Linked DNA regions of Sus scrofa: all the other regions are linked to region 2. The links are chromatin contacts, called in public promoter capture Hi-C maps. All regions are on one chromosome and are shown on one strand. The core of a region is the stretch at or near the end of the contact, and the rest is flanking DNA. Distances in the headings are between cores, read along the strand shown. Region 1 holds the start of CCDC15 (coiled-coil domain-containing protein 15). Region 2 holds the start of SPA17 (sperm surface protein Sp17). Region 3 holds the start of ROBO3 (roundabout homolog 3).

The links. Promoter capture Hi-C pulls out the DNA fragments that hold promoters and counts their contacts.
Region 1: a promoter capture Hi-C map of liver shows a contact between it and region 2, with 2.7 times the contacts expected there. The contact joins the promoter of CCDC15 here to the promoter of SPA17 in region 2. A contact is called at or near these places in 1 of 5 promoter capture datasets (liver) and 1 of 2 datasets of contacts at active chromatin or transcription factors (alveolar macrophages).
Region 3: a contact with region 2 is called in a promoter capture Hi-C map of fetal skeletal muscle, with 4 times the contacts expected there. The contact joins the promoter of ROBO3 here to the promoter of SPA17 in region 2. A contact is called at or near these places in 3 of 5 promoter capture datasets (fetal skeletal muscle, liver and skeletal muscle), 12 of 47 Hi-C or Micro-C datasets (brain, embryonic fibroblasts, epiblast stem cells and 7 more) and 2 of 2 datasets of contacts at active chromatin or transcription factors (alveolar macrophages and skeletal muscle).

Annotation. Positions count from the first base shown.
Region 1 is chr9:52,145,008-52,147,762 of Sscrofa11.1, forward strand. CCDC15 (coiled-coil domain-containing protein 15) reads left to right here and starts at 1,291. Exons shown (of 15, transcript XM_021063078.1): 1 at 1,291-1,405; 2 at 2,104-2,292. The coding sequence starts at 2,125.
Region 2 is chr9:51,917,569-51,920,268 of Sscrofa11.1, forward strand. SPA17 (sperm surface protein Sp17) reads left to right here and starts at 1,348. Exons shown (of 5, transcript XM_003130022.3): 1 at 1,348-1,492; 2 at 2,565-2,700. The coding sequence starts at 2,592. It overlaps SIAE (sialate O-acetylesterase), which reads right to left and starts at 1,406. Exons shown (of 10, transcript XM_013979526.2): 1 at 1,162-1,406. The coding sequence starts at 1,228.
Region 3 is chr9:52,063,753-52,066,452 of Sscrofa11.1, forward strand. ROBO3 (roundabout homolog 3) reads left to right here and starts at 1,291. Exons shown (of 28, transcript XM_005667463.3): 1 at 1,291-2,105. The coding sequence starts at 1,946.

The sequences.
Region 1 (2,755 bases), core at 41-2,540, 230 kb after region 2:
AGCTCTGCTCCTTGGTTTGCATCTGATGTTGCTAGACTATATCACTCCCTGATTTCCAGGTTATACTCATCTACCAAGCTCCAGGTCTTTTCCTGAAATTCCTTGAAGATGGATGCTCCTGGCTCTTGCAACACTCTTCTGTTCATGTATCTTGGTGATTTCAAGCCATTTGGCCATTTCTATGACCTCTTCTTCAGTAATCTTGTTCTTCTACCTCAGCACTCCCTCTCTTGGTTATACCATAGATTTTGACAGTACCAATATGTTTTGAGGGGCCATGCCCACGGTATGCAGAAGTTCCCAGGCCAGCGATTGAACCTGTGCCACAGCAGTGGCAGTGTCCATCCTTAACAGCTAGGCTCCGAGGGAACTCCAACACTACTAATATCTACAATAACTTTATACTCTTACTTTCAAGCATCTCAATCTTGGATGACCACCTCTTATTTTTTCAATGCATTCCTTCTAGTATTCTGCTCTAGCAAAACTTAGGTCTCCATTGGAACCTAGAATCTCTTGATTTTACCACCTCTACAAGGTCCCTTCCTTCCACTTGTCATCCTTTCCTACATTACCTATCTTAAATCCTATGGTCAGTTATTTAACTACTCCCTTGCCCCCTTTTTTTTTTCTTTTTTCTTCTGGCCACCCAGAGGCATATAGAGTTCCTGGGCCAGTTGCAAGTTGCGCATCATCATCAGCCACTTTTATTTACTTATTCATGTGTCTATTTGGTTATTTCTCATTATATTGTCAATTCCATGAACAAGGGATATGTCTGTTTTGTTCACTGCTATATATATTCAGTGCCTAGCAAAGTACTGGTATATAAAATGCTCTCAATTATATGTTAATTGAACGAACAAACTGGTGTTTCACAAGAAAAATGAAGTGTCCCTGGATTATAGCAAAGCTTGGAGCAGAAAGGGAGACCACTCTCAAGGCTGCGATATTTACATGTAAGAGTATATATGAAACAGCACTGCTAACGTAACGAAGTGAACAAAGGATCAGTATGATTTACTGTAGGCGTATTTCCTCCGTCAAGGAAGCCCTGCCAGGCCTGCCTTCTTCCATCCTTCTCCCATGCGTCCCTCAACTGGACCCCTGTCCTTCCCACTTAATCAGCTCTCCAGCCCAACGTATTCCTTTTTCTGAAAGATGTGGGTTAATCCCAGGGTAGATAATGCAACAGCTCAGCTGACTGAGCTAGACTCCACCCGCACCCCCACGCTTCACAAGTCCCGCCCCCTCAGGGTTACAGAGAGCGGAAGTGACGACCCTTCGGAACCCGAAACCCCGCCCTACGCCTTCCCTGTACCAGGGAGGTGACGCAAGCCGGAGGAGGCGGATACAAACCAACCGAGGGGCGCGGCGGGATAAGGCGGTGCTCCCAAAAGTGGTGGTTTGTTGGCGGCAGTTACTTTAGTGTCCGTGGTAGTTTGAGTCTGTGGTGAGCAGCGAGTTAATACTAGGCCGGGACTGCTTCGACAAGAATAGGACCCCGAGGCCTAAGAAACAGGCCAAAATTTTCCTTGGCCCGGGGTTCCGAAAGGCGGCCCTCCCAAAATTGGCGGTTTGTTGGCGGCGGTTACTTTAGTGTCCGTGGTAGTTTGAGTCTGTGGCGAGCAGCGAGTTGATACTAGGCCAGGGCTGCCTCGGCAGGATTAGGACCCCGAGGCCTAAGAAACAGGCCAAACTTTTCCCTGGCCCGGGGTTCCCCGGCGTTCAGCGCTTCCCCCCATAACCGGATACCGATTGTTTGGACTCTGCCTTCAACCCAGGTTCCCACTCCGCACCCTCCCAGCTCTCTTGCCCTCCGGCTGCTACGCTCTTTCCTCCCTGTCCCACGTCGGTGTGTCACCACTGGCACAGTTTTCGTTCCTTCAGATTCTTACTTCTTTCCACTCGTCCCTATTCCTTTACGAGGGCAAGCTTTTTTCCTTCCTTCTCCAGAATCCTTATTCTTGGCTCTCTGTTAGGCTACTTACTGCCTCCTCCAAGGCTTCTCTCCTATTAAGGAGCCTGTGGCATATGTGTTAAGGGGCTGAGCTTCTAAGGAAGTCGTTTGAAGATGTTAAGCTTTTCTTCTCTCCTAACCAGGAATCTTAGGTGCCAGGAAGTATGGCCCCCCTCAAGAAGCCTCGAAATTCCACAAAGTTGCCCCTGGCTTTAAACCCCCTGAAGAGCAAGGACGTGTTGACAGTGCTGGCTGAGAGGAACCAGGCTGTAGTACCAGTTGGGGCATGGGTGGAACCTGCCCCACCAGGTAGCACAGAAGTCCCAGCACATGTGAGTGTCAGTTTGATGCAAATACGGTGGGGTTCCTCCTCCATCTTTCTTTTTATTAACCTTCTCTAGTCCCTGGTGCACAGATAAGATGAACAGTCTGGAGGTGCTGTTTCTATTCTGTTATAGATAGGCTCTTGCATTAGAATTATAGAACAAATATGAATTTGCTAAAAACTTGCTCTAGCTTTAGTCTACATAATTGAGTGTTTATTACATTTATATACATACATATAGATATTTCAGTTTACCTCATAAACTCTTGATGCTTGCTCTGCACACGATGTGCACATGACGTGCACACGACGTAGGCACTGTCTGTCTTCTAGACACTCTATAGTGAGTGTAGTAGGGATGACGACCATAGTCGATGTAACATTGATTGCCTAAAGTTTATAAGGTTTGTAATGGAGATTCATTAAGGTTCAAGTGCAGTAAGAGATTAAGAGAGAGATTAATTCCGAGT
Region 2 (2,700 bases), core at 98-2,597:
CCATTTATGGGCTGCAGTTTGTCTGCATCTGGGCACTGTGTGGGTTCTTAGGCAGAGCTGCAGTCATTTTTCTTGACTCTGTTCTCCCACCTCAACTTTTTTTTTTTTTTTTTTTTTTTTTTTTGGTCTTTTTGCCATTTCTTGGGCCGCTCCCGTGGCATATGTAGATTCCAGGTTAGGGGTCCAATCGGAGCTGTAGCCACCGGCCTACGCCAGAGCCACAGCAACGCTGGATCCGAGCCACGTCTGCAACCTACACCACAGCTCACGGCAACGCTGGATCCTTAACCCACTGAGCAAGGGCAGGGATCAAACCCGCAACCTCACGGTTCCTAGTCGGATTCGTTAACCACTGAGCCACGACGGGAACTCCTCAACTTTCCTTTCTTAACAGGGACCTTTGGGGTCCACTATTTGAGTGGTCGGATAAAGAAGGGGGAAAAAAAAAAAAAATCCAGCATTATCCCTTTACTTGCATTTCTGGACAAGGTCCCTCTTCTGGTTTCTCCATGGCTGTGACCCAGCGTCCAGCCCGGGGTATTCAAACGAAACAATATATGACCTGAACAATAGTCAAAGTGAGTCACCCTCCTCCTCAATGCCACGCATATTATCCCACCACCAATATCTGCGAGCTGCAGCAGGAATCAAAGCTGAGTCTTAAATATTCTGAGCTAGTGAGGGGGTTGTATTTCTTAGCCCTAATCACCACTTAAAACTAGTAAAATTTAATTCCCCCAAGGAACCCAGCCTGAAGGAAACCCTCCCCAAGGGTGCCACTGAGGGGGCAGCACTGAAATGTTTGGGATGACTGAGTCATCAGTTTCCAAATATTATCTAACTAGCTTCGCCCCCTCCCCTTCGAGTTCCCCTGCAATTATTCAGAGACACTAAGGGCCTCGGTCTGAGCACATTTGGGCTTTCCCTCGCTTAGATAAACCCAACTCTCCCACTCCCTGCATCATAAAGGCAGTGGAAGGGAGTGGAGAAAGAGGACGGGCCGGGGCAGCCTAGGCCTTGCAAGGAGAACCAGGCTTCGGCCCGGGGTTCCGTCCCAGACCTACAGAAGGGGACTCGGGGGCCGTCCTACGGAGTAACTCAGAGTCCGCATAGGCGGACGGGCGGACAGGGGTCGGCCCGAGCCGAGCCCGGCCGCCTCACCTGCACTTGCGTCGGCCGGCAAGAGTAACGACAGCACCAACCCAAACACAAACCCCAGAGCGACCATGTTTGCGAGGAGGGCGCACCCCTGCGCCGCCGGGGCGGTGCGGACGCCAGCAGAGGTGGAGCCTTGTGGGCGGGGCCTGCGCAGGGCCGATAAGGTCAGACTCCGCCCTTCTCAGGTCATTAATTCCGCGAAGCCGTCCGCGGCCGCCGGGCTGGCCCTTGCTCTCCTCGGCCGCCGTAGTTGAATGGTTTGAGGGGGAACGGTTTCCCGGCAACGAGAAAAAACAACCGGAACTTTCAGCTCCAGCTCAGAGCGATTGAAGAGGTGAGGCGGTTTACCCCATTTCCTCTCCGAAATCGAGACGTCGCTTTCCCCTTCGCCTCTCTTATTCTCTCAGGGTCCCCGCCGCATTCTGGGAAACTTAGGGAAAACTGGCCCCCAAGCAGCCCATTCTGCTAGTGTGAAATCCCAGATCCTCGACGTCGCGCCTCAGACTAGACCTGTGTTCCCCCTGCGACCCCTCTCCTCGCCCCACCTTGGTTGAGGGTCTCTACCTTTTCACCTTAGAATGATTTAATACCCCATCTCCTGTTCCCTCAAAAAGAGAAAGGGAAAAAATCTTTACAGATTGGGCCTCACTAAACCACGTAGTCCCAACCTAGACCCCGACCCTACCTTACTCGGCAGCGTTGACACAAACAAGCCAGGTCTCTGAGTGTTATTTGAACACTGAGTAGCCCAACATGCTGCCTAGCAGCTATTCTTACCTAGCTCTGGTATTCCAAGATAGGAAAAGAAACCTGTTCAAGATGAATCCAGAAAATATAAGACTCCCCAAACATTGAAGACTGGAATTGCAAAATCATGACCTTGCCCCCAGCACCCCCGCCCCGTTGCCCCTTCCAGAGTATACAGATGCTTCGACGAGGCATTGCAGGTCATGCAGCAGAAGTGAAAGCTAAGGGAAAGACTGTGTGAAACTTATTCGACAAGTTAGTTTTAACAAGGACTAGTTTTTTTGTTTTTTAATTTTAGACCCTTAACAGGGCCTTTTCGGCAATTTAAGATGAATTTATAATAATCACTCTAAATCCCCGTGGGATAGCAGAAATTACTCTGTCTTCAAAAGACAGAGTGAGAAAAAATACTTATTATAGTGAAAAATCTGTGATTTTTGTAATTTTAAAAAATGATTTACCTATTAAATTAGACTGTTAACAGTCTAATAAGGGAAAATTTCAAAAATCTTTGGAAGCAATGGATAGACTTGGGTTGGGTTGGGGGTAAAAAGGATTGAAGTCCAGAAGTTTGGGGTCTCAGAAATAATTTGTCATAGTTGTGGTTATATAAGTAAAATAAGACAAATTTAAAAACAGTATCTTTAACGAATCTCTAGGTACAATAGACAGTTCCTTCCAAGGAGATGTCGATTCCATTCTCCAACACCCACTACCGAATTCCACAAGGATTTGGGAATCTACTTGAAGGGCTCACACGCGAGATTCTGAGGGAGCAACCCGACAATATACCAG
Region 3 (2,700 bases), core at 41-2,540, 150 kb after region 2:
CACTTCTGAGTTTGCCATTCTTGAAAAGATTGATTTCTGGTGGGGAAATCTCTTACCACCGTCTGAAGGCAACCTTGCCCTGGAGCAAGGGTCAGACATCAAATCCTGTCTCTTAGTATCCAGTGCTTTGGAAATAATATCTGCTAGCTTCTCTCCCACCTCCCCCAACTCAAGGTCACCCCAATTCAAGTTGTCTCCAGGGCCCCATAGCCCTCACCCAACAAGGACAGAGGAGGTGCTGAAAGAACAGCTCCAGGGCGCAGCCTCTTTTGGAGTGGTCCTGGTGCCCCAGCTCCCCCATACTTTATGCTCTGGCTTTGGGAAGTCACACACAGTGCTGAGGTAAGGGGCTAGGAAGACATCTAAACTCATCAAATTTGAGGCCTTCAAGGGCTGCCCTGAGGATTGAGCCAGGAGATTTGGAGCAAGCCCCCAGCTTGATTAAATTTCCTAGTTCACTTGGACGCTGCCTGCCTAAAATATTCAACTCTTGACTTAGCTTACTTTGGGGTCTGCGTCTCTGTAGCTTCCACTCCTCTGTATCTTGACTGTTCACTTGCCTCCTTCCAGTTCAGAAGTAGCCACCTCTGAGGCAGGTCTTATCACACTGAGCCCTCTGGCCAAACAAGAATCCCAACACTCACCCATCAGCAGGGCCCTACCTCAGATATGAAGGCCTGAGTCTCTCTTACCCCTGACGCCCCAACACTATACCCAGCCCAGGAAAGTATGTGTTTGTGTGTGTGTGTTGGATGGGGAGATCTTCAGGTATAAAGAACTCAGAAGCAGGCTGGGACTGGGTAGGAGTGTGTGAGTAAGTGAGTGAGAGAGAGAGATTGTGTGTATGTGTGTGTGTGTGTGTGTGTGTGTGTGTGTGTGTGTGTGAGAGAGAGAGAGAGAGAGAGAGAGAGAGATGTCCCTCCATCCAAAGGACTTTGGTTACCAAGTTTGAACAGACTTGCAGGAGTTTCACATCAACCCCACCTCTTTTCTTGCCTTTTCAGAAACACTATTATTCTCTTTGTCTTAGTCCCAGATTCTCTGGTTCCCTTTCAGTCTCCTCCAAAAGGTGAAACAATTCAGTAAAATATGTCAGAGCAGAGTAATGCAAAAGCATGCAAATAGATGCAAGATGCCTGGGTCCCCCTCCAGTTTTATCCCTGTGGAGTACCCCGCAAGAACTACTACATTAGGGCATCTGGGGCCCTAGGTAAAGACGCGCCATCTAATTCCCCCGTCTGTCGGTGGAAACCAGGCCACTGCGGCCCAAGTGTTGGACGAGCCGGTTAATTATTCTCCCCCACCCCCAATTTCCGCGCCAAACAGCCGCAGCAGCTTGCATTCCCGCCACTGAGCCCGTGGACCTGGGAGCAAGTTGGAAGCCTGGACTTGGAGAGGAGCAATCTGGCGCTTTGCCTCTGTTTCCTAAGGGCCAGGAAAAGGAAGGAGGGATTCCTCGCTTGAAGTCGGGCAGAAAGGCAAAGTCCAACAAAGCCTCATCCCTATCTTGGGTGCTTTGGGAAAGAAGAGAAACTCTCCTGCGGTGTCCACAAGCGACGCGCGACTCGGGGCACGGGGCGGGGACTCCAACTCGCTCGCTAGGCGACTTTAGTCTCTGGCCCTCCTAGTAGCCTTCCGGGTCGGGGTGGGAGGGTGGAGGGAGGCGGATTAATCCCTTAATTACGCGGTGATCGGCGTGGCACCTGCTTTCCGCCTGCCCAGCTCCCGGGGGACCCCGGCACTGGGGGGGTGGAGAGAGAAGGACGAGGGAAGGAGGAGGGCACGCGGAGGCACGCGCGGTACCCAGGCGCGCCGGGAGGAGAGCGGCACCGTGGCTGGGGCAGCGCGCAGAGGCTGTGGAGGGGCTTACGGCTCCCGGCCCGCGGGTCTCAGACCCAGGGGCTGGGTTCCGAGCCCCCCGCCCCGCTATCAGTCGGGTCGCGCCATGCTGCGCTACCTGCTCAAAACGCTGCTGCAGATGAACCTGTTCGCGGACTCCCTGGCCGGGGACATCTCCAACTCCAGCGACCTGTTCTTCGGCTTCAACTCCTCGGCGACGGCGCTCAACCAAAGCCTGCTGCCCCCGGGCGATCCTTCCGTCAATGGTAAGACCCTGCCCCACGGGATCCAGGGATAGCGGTAAGGTTGGAGGGCGGCGTGGACGAGTAGTCCAAAGCGCTCCTACCCCAAAGTCCGGGACCAAGCGTCCCCCCCCGCCCCCGCCCCAGTGCCTCCCGGACGGTGGGGACCAATGGAAAGTTCGCGGATTGGAGCACCTGAGTGGGGATATCCTGTGGGAGGTCGACGGCTTGGGAGGAGATGGTTGCTGAGTCCAACACCCCTCACCTCCCCAACCAACGCCCACGGCCACCCTGGGTGAGAAGAAACCGAGTAAGAGAGGAGAGGCCCGGACTTGCTGGGAGGGTAGAGGAGGGGCCGCCGTCGCCAGAGGGCCTGGGCCAAGCTGGGCTACTCAGTGACCCAACAAGGTAACAGGTTTTCCTTCAGGATCCTAAGTTTTCCAAGAACTCTCTCAGGACAAGGGTGATGAAGCCAAAATATTAAATGTGTTTGCTACAGAGGGCGACAGGAACAGCGACCAATTCAGAGAAACTTAGAAGTTTGCCCCTCAGAGCTGAGGCTGGCGGACAGCGCGGGCGGCGAGGTCATTACCGCTAATTACGGTGATTAATAAATGAC